2 separate regions of the Hordeum vulgare genome follow, and region 1 is linked to region 2. A link is a contact called in public Hi-C data. All regions are on one chromosome and are shown on one strand. Each heading gives the region's core, a stretch centred on a gene start, on an enhancer-like site or on the middle of the called end of the contact. The rest is flanking DNA. Distances are from core to core; before and after follow the strand shown. Region 1 has its middle 67 kb from the start of LOC123404696. Region 2 holds the start of LOC123401027 (phenylalanine ammonia-lyase-like).

Evidence for each region. A called contact is a pair of places that touch in the nucleus more often than the background predicts.
Region 1: a contact with region 2 is called in a Hi-C map of leaf, with 4 times the contacts expected there. The contact joins the enhancer-like site here to the promoter of LOC123401027 in region 2. A contact is called at or near these places in 4 of 6 Hi-C or Micro-C datasets (leaf and seedling).

Annotation. Positions count from the first base shown.
Region 1 is chr6H:378,415,176-378,418,187 of MorexV3_pseudomolecules_assembly, forward strand. No RefSeq gene overlaps it. Among protein-coding and RNA genes, the nearest start is that of LOC123404696, 67 kb to the left of the region's middle. Within about 2 kb of position 1,671, at least 2 of the 3 cell types and tissues checked have open chromatin away from gene starts, as enhancers often do. A contact at or near this core is called in leaf, where this site is marked.
Region 2 is chr6H:378,326,989-378,329,746 of MorexV3_pseudomolecules_assembly, forward strand. LOC123401027 (phenylalanine ammonia-lyase-like) reads right to left here and starts at 1,337. Exons shown (of 2, transcript XM_045094742.1): 1 at 758-1,337. The coding sequence starts at 1,158.

The DNA.
Region 1 (3,012 bases), core at 421-2,920, 89 kb after region 2:
CTTCTCTGTTTACCAGAAGTGCACGGCTGTGCTCCTGATGCTTGCATATGGTACAGCTGCCGGTTAATAGGACGAGTACCTACGGATGTCTGAGAGCATATGCGAAGGTGCCATGGTCAGTTTTGCAACTGTCGTGGTCGAGTTGTTTGGACTTCAATACATGAGAGAACCAACTATGATAGACGTTAAGTGGCTCTTGGCAATCTCAAAATTAAGAGGGTGGGTAGGTTTGCTTGGATCTTTTGTTTGCATGCATTGAAAATAAAAGAACTGCCCGAAGGCTTTACAAGGGCAATAGCAGGGTCATGTTAAGAAGTCCACCATCATTTTTGAAGCAGTTGCATCACATATGTGATCTTTGAATTTGGCACGATTTCTTTGTCATGCTCGGGTTTCACAATGACATCAATGTGCTGCAACGATCACTATTGTTTGCGAGGCTGCGTGAAGGAAAAGCTCCTCCTTGCCACTATAATGTCAATGAAGATGTGTACAACATGGACTATTATCTGGTTGACGGTATCTATCCTTCGTGGGCTACCTCTGCCAGCAACATCTCTAACCCATAAGGCCACAAAAAGTCCCACTTTGCCAAAAGACAAGAATCAACTAGAAAAGATGTCGAGAGGGCATTTCGAGTTCTGCAGACCCGTTTTGCACTTGTTCGTGGACCTGCAAAACAATGAGATGTGAAGACCTTATGGGAGGTGATGACATGTTGTGGGATCATGCACAACATGATCGCCGAGGACGAGGGTGACGATGTTGCGGCAGCTCTAGAATTTAAGAACATGGGTAATCCTATCGAATTTCTAGACCAGAATTCAGCCACATTAAAAGAGTTTATTGAAATGCATCGACAAATTCGCCATCTGTCAACTCATGAGTATCTGAATGAAATTTTGATTGAACATTAGTTGGCGGTTAAAGTAGACAATAATGTTGAAATGTAAAATTTACACTTTTTTAAAATCTAAACTAGTGCTGCATGCGACTATTTTAACGTGCATATTCTGTGTAAGCGGCTATTTCAACGTCTAAATTCTATGTATATGGTTATGTGAATGTACGGGCTGTAAGAGAAATGAAGGAGACCGAATGTACCGGGGTAGCGTTGGAGTTGCGGTCTCCTGCATCTGTGTTAGATGCCGTTAAGCTAGCGTCGGTTAGTGCTTGACGTGGGTAGCACATATCGAGCTGTAGCATCATGTCGAACGTTCACACCCTCACCTCGGCACCTCCCACACGTGATCTACACAGCATGTGAGATCATGAGACGCTCGGTCAAGTCCTGGGCTTAGTCCCGTGCTGAGTTTTGACTTTAATGGGGCAGCTAAAGAAGACGGGAGTTTTAGTCATCCGCATCTACACTGGGAACTAATTTACAGATATCTGAAGACTGGGCACGAATTGCCAGGAAAGTCACTGTTCATTTCATGAAGTTGTCAACATTTGCATCCACAATTTCACGTACTGGCTTCGCACAATGCAAATTTTGTGAAACTGTACAGATACTAGATCGTACCTACTACATACAGATATAGAGAGTGACATAATTCTTGCATCCTTTTCGTGGTCTTAATCCGCGACGGTCCTGCTCCTATCGTTCAGCTACTGGACGCAAGTTGACAAAACAAAGGACCTACAAGCTACAGTCACCTTGTCCAAACTGTCTCGGCCATGCAAACGAGAGGCCACAGAATTCCTGGCGACCTCGCGTCCAAGTGAACGCCATGGACCACGTAGAGTAGAGTTGTCTCCTTCACATCATATGAGGCCATAGAAAGACCATGTAAATACATTTGGCTACATGAGGGCTGAGGTCATACGAAGTACTCCTATGGAACCATGGATACATATATATTTCGTGAATGCTCAATCAAATGTATGGTCCTTGAACGTATAAAAAGGTGACAACTCGCAATAATTACAATCAGTGGGGCTGACAGTTGTGGATATGAACACTTTTATAATTATTTTTTAGCGAAAGTCTTCCATGACGCACTTTATTTCATCATGAACAAGGATACATCGTTCATTATATCAGATACAGTAAATCTAGGAGGATCACCATCCCAAACTACTGAATTATTTGACTCTATAATATATCCAGCTAGGTTGTGCGTCACATAATTTGCCTCAAAATGATAGTGTTGCAAGGAAATTTGACCAATCCGGAAAACAATTTGGAAACAATCAGCCAGAATCGTAGTGTAAGGGCTCCAAACCTGAATAACCCCATTAAGAGCTTGGGTAAGCTTCAATGAATTAGTTTCAATAATCACTAGCTTGCAGCAAAAGTTTCTCAATCATTTTGACGAAAAAGGATTTCCCCCCGCTTTATATTATAAAGCCTCGGCCAAAGCATACAAGACACCACAATGTCCAACGCACCCAAGAAATTTGAAAATTGCATCAGTCGCGCGGAGAGGAATAACATGTTCAATCACAAGCTTATTACGAACATTCCATAAGGTCCGGAGGAGGGCACCGATGGTAACCAATAGGGTCGGTCTCACAGCGACGCTGTGCGACCGAAGCACCTCGACAAACATGTCGGACAGGTTGTCGTGGCACCAACTGCCCCCAACCGCCTCCCGCAAACAACTCCACATGAACCTAGCGGCTGGGCAAGTGAAGAAGATGTGGTTGCAGTCCTCTGGGACCCTGCACAGAGGACACGACCCATCGGATGGTTCGTTCCTCTTCAACACCTCCATCCCGAATGGGAGCCGGCCACACACAAACTGCCATAAGAATATACGAATCTTTAGCGGCAACTTGAATTCCCACATGATATTAAGTTCGGTCGGTCCCGGAGTTGGCAAGATTGCCTCGTATAGAGATTTGGTGGTGAACCGTCCATTAGGCTCAAGCCGCGAGTGGATTACATTGTCCTCCGGGGACGGAGAGTGTCAAGCCACACACTGCACTAACCCGTCCTAGAGGTCCCGCTCGGCGGGACCGAAGGACCTCCTGAAGGCGATACACGCTAGGTTGGGTAGCGCACCT
Region 2 (2,758 bases), core at 87-2,586:
CTGCCACTTTGTTTCGTGGAGTGATTAGATTAGGCGGGCACGCCCCCATCGGCCCTGATTGAGATGGCCAGCTGAACAGAGAGCAGCGCTGCCTGCTCTGGTGGGATGTGTGTGTGCGCGCGCGCGTGGTGGACCATGTTGTCAAGTGCTCTAGATCCTCAACAGATCTGGTGGCGAGGTGCCGGTTCACTGAATTGCTCGTCCTAACCTGGCTGGCTAACATAACTTGCTCAATTGATCGTTTTGCTAGTAGTATACTTAGGGAACACTTGAGGTCTGCACAAAGTAAACTACTTCCTCGGTTCCTAAATATCTGTCTTTCTAGATATTTCATTACAGACTACGTGTAAATGTATATAAACATAGTTTAGTTAATTTTTTAAAAAGATAGATATTTTAAAACAGAGGAAATAGTAGTGAATTTATGTTCAAATCCTCGAGTAAAAGGACCGTATGGCGAGCGGTAGCTAATTTTAGGAAAAGTTCCAGTTAGCTGGTGGGTAGTAGTAGTGTCACCAACGACCTATCTAACTCCCCGAAAACCAAAAGAAAAAAGAATCCTTTTGGGCTTCGGAATCCCGTGTACACGACGGAACAGGGCACATGCGCGCGCATCCAGCGCAATCTAAAATGTTTAATCTCCTCCGTAATAAGTAGCATTTTTTTCGCGGTGTCCGTAATACTAACATATTAATGTCTCAAAGTCAAAACTGAAGAGCATGAAGAAAAAAAATAAGGGTCTGCTGTGGATCCTGACCTGATGAGCTCTCTCTGTAGCGCGCCGCCCTCCTTGGTCCGTCGGTGGGAGGTGGCCCCGAAGCCGGTGGTGACGCCGTAGCTGTCGGTGCCGTTCATCATGCTGGTCATGACCCAGTCGCTGCTCTCCTTGACGCGGCCGCGGGCGGACTCGTCGAGCGCGACCCTGGCGACGCCAGCGCCGGCGGCCACGGCGGCCACCTGCGCGATCCCGAGGGAGGCGCCCTCGATGGTGACCAGCGGCTCGCGGAACTGCGCCACCATCTTCTTGACCTCGTCCAGGTGGCTCCCGGTGAGCTCCTCGGCGGTCTTCACCCAGTTGAGGGGGTCGGCGGCGCGGGGGGCAGAGACGCAGAGGCCATCGCCGTTGAGGGAGCCCACGAGGCCGGTCTCGCACTCCATTGCAGGTTACACTTACACGGATGGAACAAAAACAATGCAGGGAGCAGTACAAGCACGACAGATGTGGGGGAAGCTACCACTAGCGCTACGTAGTAATTAGCGTACGTTTATATTGTAGATGGATGGAAGGAAGAAGAGCTTGGGGCGAAACCGAAAGCTAAGCTCTTCTTGGGGAATGGCGGAAGGGGGGGAGGGAGGTTAAATAGCGGGCGGGGGGCGACGGGTGGGGGGTTGTTGGGATCACTCTTTTCCTTGGGTTGGTTGCTGGAGAGCTGACTCTCTGGGTCTCGGATCGCCCTTGGATGGACCTGCCATGCCAACCTTGCGCCGATGCGCGCCACGACGGCCGGCTTCGGCTTGGCCGGCCGGGTCGTCGGCGTGGCCGCCTCGGTGCCGTCCAACCGTCCGCCACGATGGAGGCTGCGGCTGCGGCTGCGGTGCGGGGCCCGGGACGGAACGGTGCGTTGGTGCCGTGCGTGGTGGGTGGCCTGTGGTGGTCTGGGTTTGGTGGGGTTGGTGGCTCGGCTCGCGTGTGGACGTGGGCTTCCGCCGAGGCACTCACCGTCGGTCGCTCGGTCAGTTGGTCCAGTCGCCCCGGCCCCGGCCCGTCCGTCTACACGGTTTACATGGGAAGCCGGTCGGAGATCTCCACGGAAGCTGCAATGCAAAAGCCTGACAGAAAACGGCTCGACACAACGGGATGAAGCGATGGATCTTCTCTGTGCAGTTTTCAGAGTCTGAACTGTTAAGTACAGACCCAAGACCAACTTCTTCAGGCTGTCGTTTCTGGTTATGTCGAGCGAAGCCAAATCAGAGTCTGAACTGTCGAAGTACAGACCCACAGTCGTTTCTGGTTTTGTCCACCAAAGCCAAATCAGGCGGTGGCTAGGCTCTCGCAGTCGCATGGCATGGTTGCTGAAAACGGGCTCAAAACACGCCAGTACTGCTGAAACACAAAGCTGTAATGTCAAGCTGCCGCATTTGATTCCTGCTGCCAAGTGCCAACAACAAGAGGGCGTGCAAGGAAAGCAAAGGCGATTCAGGGTTCAGGGCATGTAGTACTACTGCTGCATACGGTCTGCTTCCTTTCCCATGATAGAATGTGGCAACATGCATTTCAGAGAGCTTTTGTGCATAAAAACCTCTGATATACAATGATTGATTGCTCCTGTTCACAAGACCATCACAAAAAACGCCGTTGAATCATGAAGATTCCATGTTACCCCCCCTTTCGAAATGGGCAAATATTATAAAGGGGAAGAGCCGGTTCATCATCATCCATGTATGCAATGCACAAATTTGTTATTTTTTGCGCTGTTGGTGAACAATGTGCACATTATTTTTTTCATTCATAGCCGGGATTTTATTTATGTTTATGGTTGGTACCAACGAACCCTCGTGGTGACCAGCTCAGCAACCCGCCAGGTAAACTCAACGTGCTTGGCGACTAAGCTAGGACGAAACTGGTTAACAATTGCTGTCTGGTCCTCCACATAAGTTTGATCACATCACATCATCTATACATATCTCTTGCAGGAAGCTCTCATGGTTCAAGAAAATATCTATAATCTTTTGCTGCAAGCCCCGACGTACCTCCTTC